Regions from separate parts of the Macaca mulatta genome. Here region 2 is linked to region 1. The links are chromatin contacts, called in public Hi-C maps. All regions are on one chromosome and are shown on one strand. The core of a region is the stretch at or near the end of the contact, and the rest is flanking DNA. Distances in the headings are between cores, read along the strand shown. Region 1 holds the start of EFNB1 (ephrin B1). Region 2 holds the start of PJA1 (praja ring finger ubiquitin ligase 1).

Evidence for each region. A called contact is a pair of places that touch in the nucleus more often than the background predicts.
Region 2: a contact with region 1 is called in a Hi-C map of fetal cortex germinal zone, with 3 times the contacts expected there. The contact joins the promoter of PJA1 here to the promoter of EFNB1 in region 1. A contact is called at or near these places in 2 of 14 Hi-C or Micro-C datasets (fetal cortex germinal zone and fetal cortical plate).

The regions. Positions count from the first base shown.
Region 1 is chrX:75,343,231-75,346,743 of T2T-MMU8v2.0, reverse strand. It overlaps EFNB1 (ephrin B1), which reads right to left and starts at 1,965. Exons shown (of 5, transcript NM_001261375.1): 1 at 1,162-1,965. The coding sequence starts at 1,289.
Region 2 is chrX:75,670,213-75,673,725 of T2T-MMU8v2.0, reverse strand. PJA1 (praja ring finger ubiquitin ligase 1) reads left to right here and starts at 1,604. Exons shown (of 2, transcript XM_015127613.3): 1 at 1,604-1,726.

The DNA of each region.
Region 1 (3,513 bases), core at 716-3,215:
AGAAAACTGAGAGAAAGAGCAATTTTGACCCTGGGTTCCAACCTGAGTCCTGGATGCCAAAAGAGAAGAAGGTCCAGAGGTCACTACAACAGCCCCAGCGACTTCCCACTAAAAGCCCAGAAACCACTGAGCCACCGCCCTGAAAGGTGTGCGTGTTGTTTGGAGGGGTTGTGTGTGTAGTGGTGGTGGGGTAGTTGTGCAGGGAAAGGAGAAGAAAGAAAAGAAAGGATGTCCTTTATATAGCTGCCCACCCCCCACCCCAACCCCTTGGGGAAAGCTAAGCACAGCTCCCCAATCTAGGGGACAGACTCGGGGGCCAAGGGGACCTGCCTGGGCAGAAATCGCTCCTTCCCCACCCACCTCCCTCGCCAGCTCGGCCGCCACTCTCCGCCCTGGCTGGCCCTTGAAGCTCTGTTACCGGCTCCATTGGACCCCCGACGGGCGCTGGTTCGAACCCCCACCACCCAACAACCACTCTCCCACTCCGCCCCTCTCCACCCGCTGCCTTTGTGAGCCTGGGAGCAGCGCCCGCCTTTCTACCGCTCCGGCAGGGAGAAAGGAGGGGCGGGGGGCAAGAAGAGACAGCAAAGCAAAAAGCCAGGGTGGCAAACAAGGAAGAAAGAAAAATGAAAATGGGAGAAGCCCGAGTGGGGATGTTGGCGCTGCCACCCGCCCCAAGCGCCGGGTCCCGCTCTGTGTTCCCTCCACAGCTAAGCAAACGAGGAACCCGTGTTCTGGCCTTGTCCCTCGCCCGAGTCAAGCTCACTCCTGGAGCGGCTCTCGGCGAAAATCACCACGTTCCCAGGGGCCCCGGAGGAAGCTGCGTTCTCGCCTCCACTCAGCTCTCCGGTGCGCTCTCGGGCGCCCGGACTCCCCAGCTCTGCCTGGTGCGACCATCTCCACTTGATCCAGGACGTGCGGAGGCAAGGGCTGGGAAGCCCAGGGGGTCACAACCCAGCCAAGTCCCCCTACCCCACCCCGCCGCACCCTGCTCCGCCCGCCTGCCCGCCCGCCCGCCCGCAAGAAAACACTCGAGAAAGCGGAGACAAAATGAGGCGCCGCTCCTCCTCCAAAGACCGCCCCACATGCACTCCGGGGCGTGCGGCCTCACCCTGAAGGAGTGCCTCCCACCCCAGGGTCCAGAGGAGATAAGTTACTCACTTGGGGTTGAGGGAGCTCCAGGATACGGGTTCCAGGTTCTTGGCCAGCGGTGTGGCGAGCCGGCACAGCGCCCACACGACCATCGCCACAAGCCACTTGCCGAGCCAACGCTGCCCAGGCCGAGCCATCTTCCCGGGGGCAGGCTGCACTTCGGGATCCTTTGGCGCCTCCTCAGCAAAGCTCGCCTCGCCTTCCTCTGCCGCGCTGCGCTCGGAGCCGCTCAGGCGCCCATCCTCCGCAGCCGCCGGCTTTGAAGTGCTCCCCTCCCGCCGGCTTCGGTGTCGCTCTTCTCCGCCCGGCCGGCCAGGAGGACTCACTGGGCAGCCGCCCCCAACCCGGGCATGGGCTTCGGCCTCCGAGGGCTCGTTCTCCTGGGCACTCCGCTGCCGCACGAGGCACGACGGGGGCTCTGCGCCCCCGGGTGATCCCGCCCGATTCCGCTCGACTCCCCGAGACGGTTCGGGGCTGCGAGCCCTCTCCCCGACGGGGTCTTCCCGCAGAGGGCTCGGTGGCCGCCCCGACGCCTTGACCGTCCCGGGATCGCTGTCCCTTGGAAGAAGTGGGGGTTTCCCCACAAAACAAGCTCGGTCCCCGGGCTCCCGACTGGGCCGCCCTGGCACGGGCTCCGTTCCTCCGGGCCACACTGGGACTCCGGGCTACGCGCCCCCGGACAGCTTCTACTTCAACGCGGGCCCTGCTCAGTGTACTTAGAAGAGCGGGGAGACGCTGCCGAGCGAGCCAGTCCCATTAGTTTGCGCCTCCGATGCCTCGGCCGGGTAGCCCGGCAGCCTCGCGTCGCCGAGTCCTTGCTCCCGGGCGATCGAGCCCGAGGGTCTGCGGCCAGTGCGAGCTTCACACACCTCCCACTGCTGTCCAGCTCGCATAGGCTTCCTTCGCTGCCGCTGTGCTGTCTACTCCCTTGCTCAGGCGAACGCAAGGCCAACCCTGCTCTCTTAGCCAATAGCAAGCTCAGTGGCGGGGTCCTTGCCCCATACCACGCCCCTAGAGCAGGAAGGGGGCGGGGTTTCAGGGAGCTCTTAAGGACGCCGCGCGGCCGATGGCACCAATCTGAGTGTGCGGCTCGTGTGGTTAGGGTTGGGTCCCGCTCAGTCCTGTTCCCAGAGCGCTCAACCCGTGGGAAGTTGGCACTCTAAAGAGCCGCCGGCCTGCTCTCCTCCCCACGCGTCTGGTCAACACCCCAGCCCACTGACCCTGTCCCATGTACCCCAGGAAAGTATTTCCACTCTCTTTTTACACACAGGACCCCTGAAGTCCTGCTCTGTGCCCACCTCCGTGTCAAGGACAGCCTGTCTGCTCCCCGTCCAGTCCAACGTAAGGCTTTGGTGGGCTTTCCTCCTCTCGCCCTCAAAATGCACTGTCTGCTTGCACTTGGACCCAGAGTCGGGAACATAAAAGTGAGAACAGTGGGAGGGGGAGACTTGGGAGGGTCCAGTACCTGACCGGGGTTGGAGGTGGGGCGGGGGGCAGGGTGGGGTTTGGTGGGGAGGGAAGGCATGTTCATTGCCCCTGGGGACCAGACCTTCGGAATTTCAGCTTTCTGGGGGAGGCTTGTGGGACCTCTGGAGCCAAGATTTAGTCTTGTCCTGTCCGAAGGCGCGGGCAAGGTCCCGGGATAGGCAAGCGGGGATGAGAGGGCACGTCGATAAAGAAAGACACCTCGAGGGCAAAGAGGAAAAAGCACAGGACACGAGACTTTTGAAAAAGCAAAAGCGGGCATCCTGGCCCTGAGAAGCCGGACTCCAGCCTGTCCCGGCCTCGCCATCTGGGTCTTTGTCTCCCAGCCCTGGCCCATTCTCCCCGCCCCGCCTTGCCTCTTTGCTTATAACTTGGCTCGATCCCATAGCTCAGACCCTCCCGGTCCGACCCACTCTCCCTGGTCGGACCCCAGAGGACGTACCCACGTGCTAATGTCTCCCCCTGCTGGACTTCCGTAGCACTGCGGGCGCCAGCGATAAACCTGGAGCTCCCACCGGGAGCGTGGCATACCCAAGCCTGGCACACGCACTTGAACACAAGACCTGGGACAGGTGTGGCCTTGGCAAAAACCGCCACCCTGTATGGGGAGGAAGGGAAAGAACTAGTAGAAATACCTGAGTTTGGGGTAGGCTTTGGGACTGCCAAGAATATAAGGTCTCCCCACTGCTTCTTTATGGAGATAATTAGATGAGCAACATTCCCAAAGTGCTCCACTATTCGCACACAGTTTCATGTCCATCATCTCGCTTAATAGGTGACTGAGCTACAGCGTTTCTCAGTGGATCCTCTGGTGATCTTTGTGGCTGTGGAGGTGGAAAGAGCCCAGATTTTGTCTTTTTATTTTCTCCCAAATAG
Region 2 (3,513 bases), core at 355-2,854, 330 kb before region 1:
GTAAATTTAAGCAATTTATTTGTTGAGGAGAATTAAAGTGGTTTGCATTATCTTGCTACACTCCTATTCACATATCTGTCTCCACTTGTGTGTCTCAATAGAACACACAACAGAGAAGTTGACTAGAAGTAGAATTGCTAGATGAAAATGTATCTCAAAAAAAAAAAAAGAAAGAAAATGTATCTCCATTTAAAAAATTGATAGCTTCAGATTTCTCGCCAATGAAGTTCAATTATTATTATCATTATTATTATCATCATTATTTTGAGACAGCATCTTGCTTGGTTGTCCAGGCTGGAGTGCAGTGGCGTGATCTCCACTCACTTCAGTCTCAACCTCCTGGGCTCACACAATCCTCCTGCCTCAGCCTCCTAAGTAGTTGGGACTACAGGCACACACCATCAGCTTGTCGTATCTTTCTGAGTGAATAAAACAACCTGTTTTGTTCTCTTTAGTGCTTTTTACTCTGAGTTCTCGATGTTTAGGATATTGATGTTGTTACGAGTTTCTTTCCTCCTTCCTTTTCTTTCTTTCTTTTTTTTTTTTTTTTTGCTTCTTTCTTTCCCTCATTCCCTCCCTCCCTTCCTTTTTTTCTGCTAGTATTTTACTGTCATATATATATTTTTTCTATTTCTGCTTTAGGTGAAACTCACAGAAATAGTATATAACTTGACTTTTAAAAACAAAATCCTCAAAATAAGAGTTTGGTTTTTATTAGGAGATGTTAACCCATAATGCATGCTGATATATTTAGATTCCTGCGTTTTTGTTTACTTTTTGCATCCTTTTTTTTGCACACCCCCAGCAACATTTCTTGACCTTTGTTCAGAATGAGTTTTTCTCTTTGTTCCACATATTATTACTTTAATGGTTTGAAAGTTATACATTCTATTTCTATTATGTTGCTACCCCTAAGATTTTTGTTCTCTTGTGCATTTTGTTTCCAGTAAGAACAAAACTTTGCTACTGTTGTGAACATAGGAAATGTTTACATTGGCTGTAAATATTAGAGTTCCATTATAAAGCGCAATTTAAAGACTTCAGAATTCAGTAAAATGGTATAAATCCAAAAGGCATAACTGTAATATGTTTTAACTGCAATGCAATACCAGAATATGAACCTGTGTTGTGTCTTATGATCTCTTGAATAGAGAAGCTTGGTTTTGTGATTAGCAGCAACAAATTCAACACTAAACAGCTTCAGTTTGCTTTAACAATAAGGTTAAAAAAATTTAAGCTTACTGCAACCCTAAATATAGTTTCACAGGTTTAATACTTTCGGTACAACCATAACACGTAACATAGGATGTGATGTAGTAACGTAATTACTCTCACATTGGACTTAATCAGAAAGAATTTGCAGATTTTATTTTATTAAAAAAAAAACACAGAAGGGAATATAGCTAAATATTTAACATTAGTTAAAGCTGGGTGTTCGTGACATTTTTCGCTGTCCTTTGCTGTATCCTTGACGATTTCATCATTTAAGATGAAATAATGCTTTCGGGCCCACCCTGATTTGTGGAGAGCAGCTGCCGCCCCCGCCACATCAAGGGGGCGGGCTCCAGCTGACTTCACAATCACTTCCGCCGCCGCAGTCGCCACCCGCCCCGCTGCTGTCTGGCGGGGGAGGAGCTCGAGACCGGGAGCAGCGGCTCTGGCGGTCGTGGCGGTCGGAGGTCCGAGAGCTCTGCTTCTCTGAAAAGCGTGTGGCTTTCTGGACTTGGTGAGTGAAAGGCTGATTGTTTCCTCGATTCATCCGGGCGCTGGCGGTGGCGCGAGTGGTCGGGCGCAGTGCGAGTGGCCGGGCACGGGGACGAGGATTTTGCGGGGTTCCTGGGAACTGCTTTTCAGGTTCGCCCCTCGGGAAGGGGTGGGGCGGACGCGGGACCTGACTGCAGAGTGAGGCCCATGTTCTACATCGGCCTGTTCTGGGGCCGCATCCTCCGCTGCCGGGAACCCCTTTCGTGTGGCGCGGTCCCCACTCGAGTGGCTTTCATCGCTATTGGGAGGGTAGTGGTGGTCGCGGCCCTCTCCCACTTCTCCCTGCCTCTCCTCCCCTCTCCTTCCTTCTTCCCTCCTCGGCCCCTTTGCGGAGCACTCCGTGGCCTTTCTTCCCATATTTTGCTGTTGTTTTGCCAAATGGTAAATGGTTAAGATTTTTAGGTAAAAATACTGTTCCCAGGGAAAAAATTGTAAGGAGGAAAAAATAATTATTCTCAGGGAAAACTAGACCCACGCACGCCCTTTTCTTTCATTTTGCCTCTTCCCTGCTACATCGGTTTGGGTCTCCCGTTTGAGCTGATGGCCTTTTCCCACCTCTTATTATGACATTGCGTACCCCCTACCCCACACCCCTCCGTGTCTCGCGAGCACGCGCCCCCGCAGAGAAGCTTTCCATTGCAGCCCCCTCCTTGCCCCTCCATCCTCAAGGTTCCAGTGCGTCTTCTCTCCCGCGCATGCGCAGGCACACGCAGCACACACCCTCTCACACACCCTCCACACACCCTCACACCCTCACACCCTCCCATGCCTTCCCCCTCCTCTATCCGCCTACCACATACACACCTCTAGCACCGGCCCCCTCCCTGTTCGGCCTCTGCGTGCTCTCGCGAACACATGCCTATTCACACACCCCCTCAGGCTGCTCTCCTTCTTCCTTCCTGTCATATACACACATAAGGACATCCTTCTATTGCTGGCCAGTGACATGCATATACAGCCACATGTGCTCATTCATACCCCCTCCTCAAATGCTCTCCTCTATTGATCTGCCACGTGTGTCAGACACAGCTCTTTCGCTGGTCCCTGAGGTGCACACACACACTCACATAAATCCTTCTATGGGGACACCACCTGCTTCCCTGCTTGCCATATCCACACAGGCAGGCATCGTTCTTTGATTGCCGGCCTCTGTTCCATCCACCTCAAGCGCATCCGTCTCCAGTGCTGCGCCACTCCCGACCCCCGCTTCCGTTTGTGCCTGCTGCATTTGCTCACACTGACATTTCTCCATTGTTGCCTCCCATTTTGACTAACATACGCACACACAAACTCTCAGACACTCCTCTCCATTGCCAACCATACACTCCCCTGCCTGTGACATACACATAAACATGGGCATCCTTCTGTAGTTTCAGCTGCCACACATACAGCGACACACATAAACACCTTCCCTTTCCTCATACATACACACACCCCTCTCCTCCAAAGCCACCCCACCCATGCCTGTCATTCTCATACCCACATCCAGAATCATTCTAACACTCATACCCTTTCCCCCTACAAACATAAACATCCCTCTGTTGCAGGATTGCTGGTCCCCTTCCACCTGTCCCTCTCCTCTTGATAGACACATAGGCACTTGTGCGCACACAGCGATCTGTATTTTCCACTCTATTCCAATTTGCATTTCTCCTGTATTTTGCAGCACTCAGAAAAAGGCAGGCACCCCATAAAAAGAAAACTACAGCAGTCTTTCCTTTCCCCACATTGGCACAATTCTACAGTACT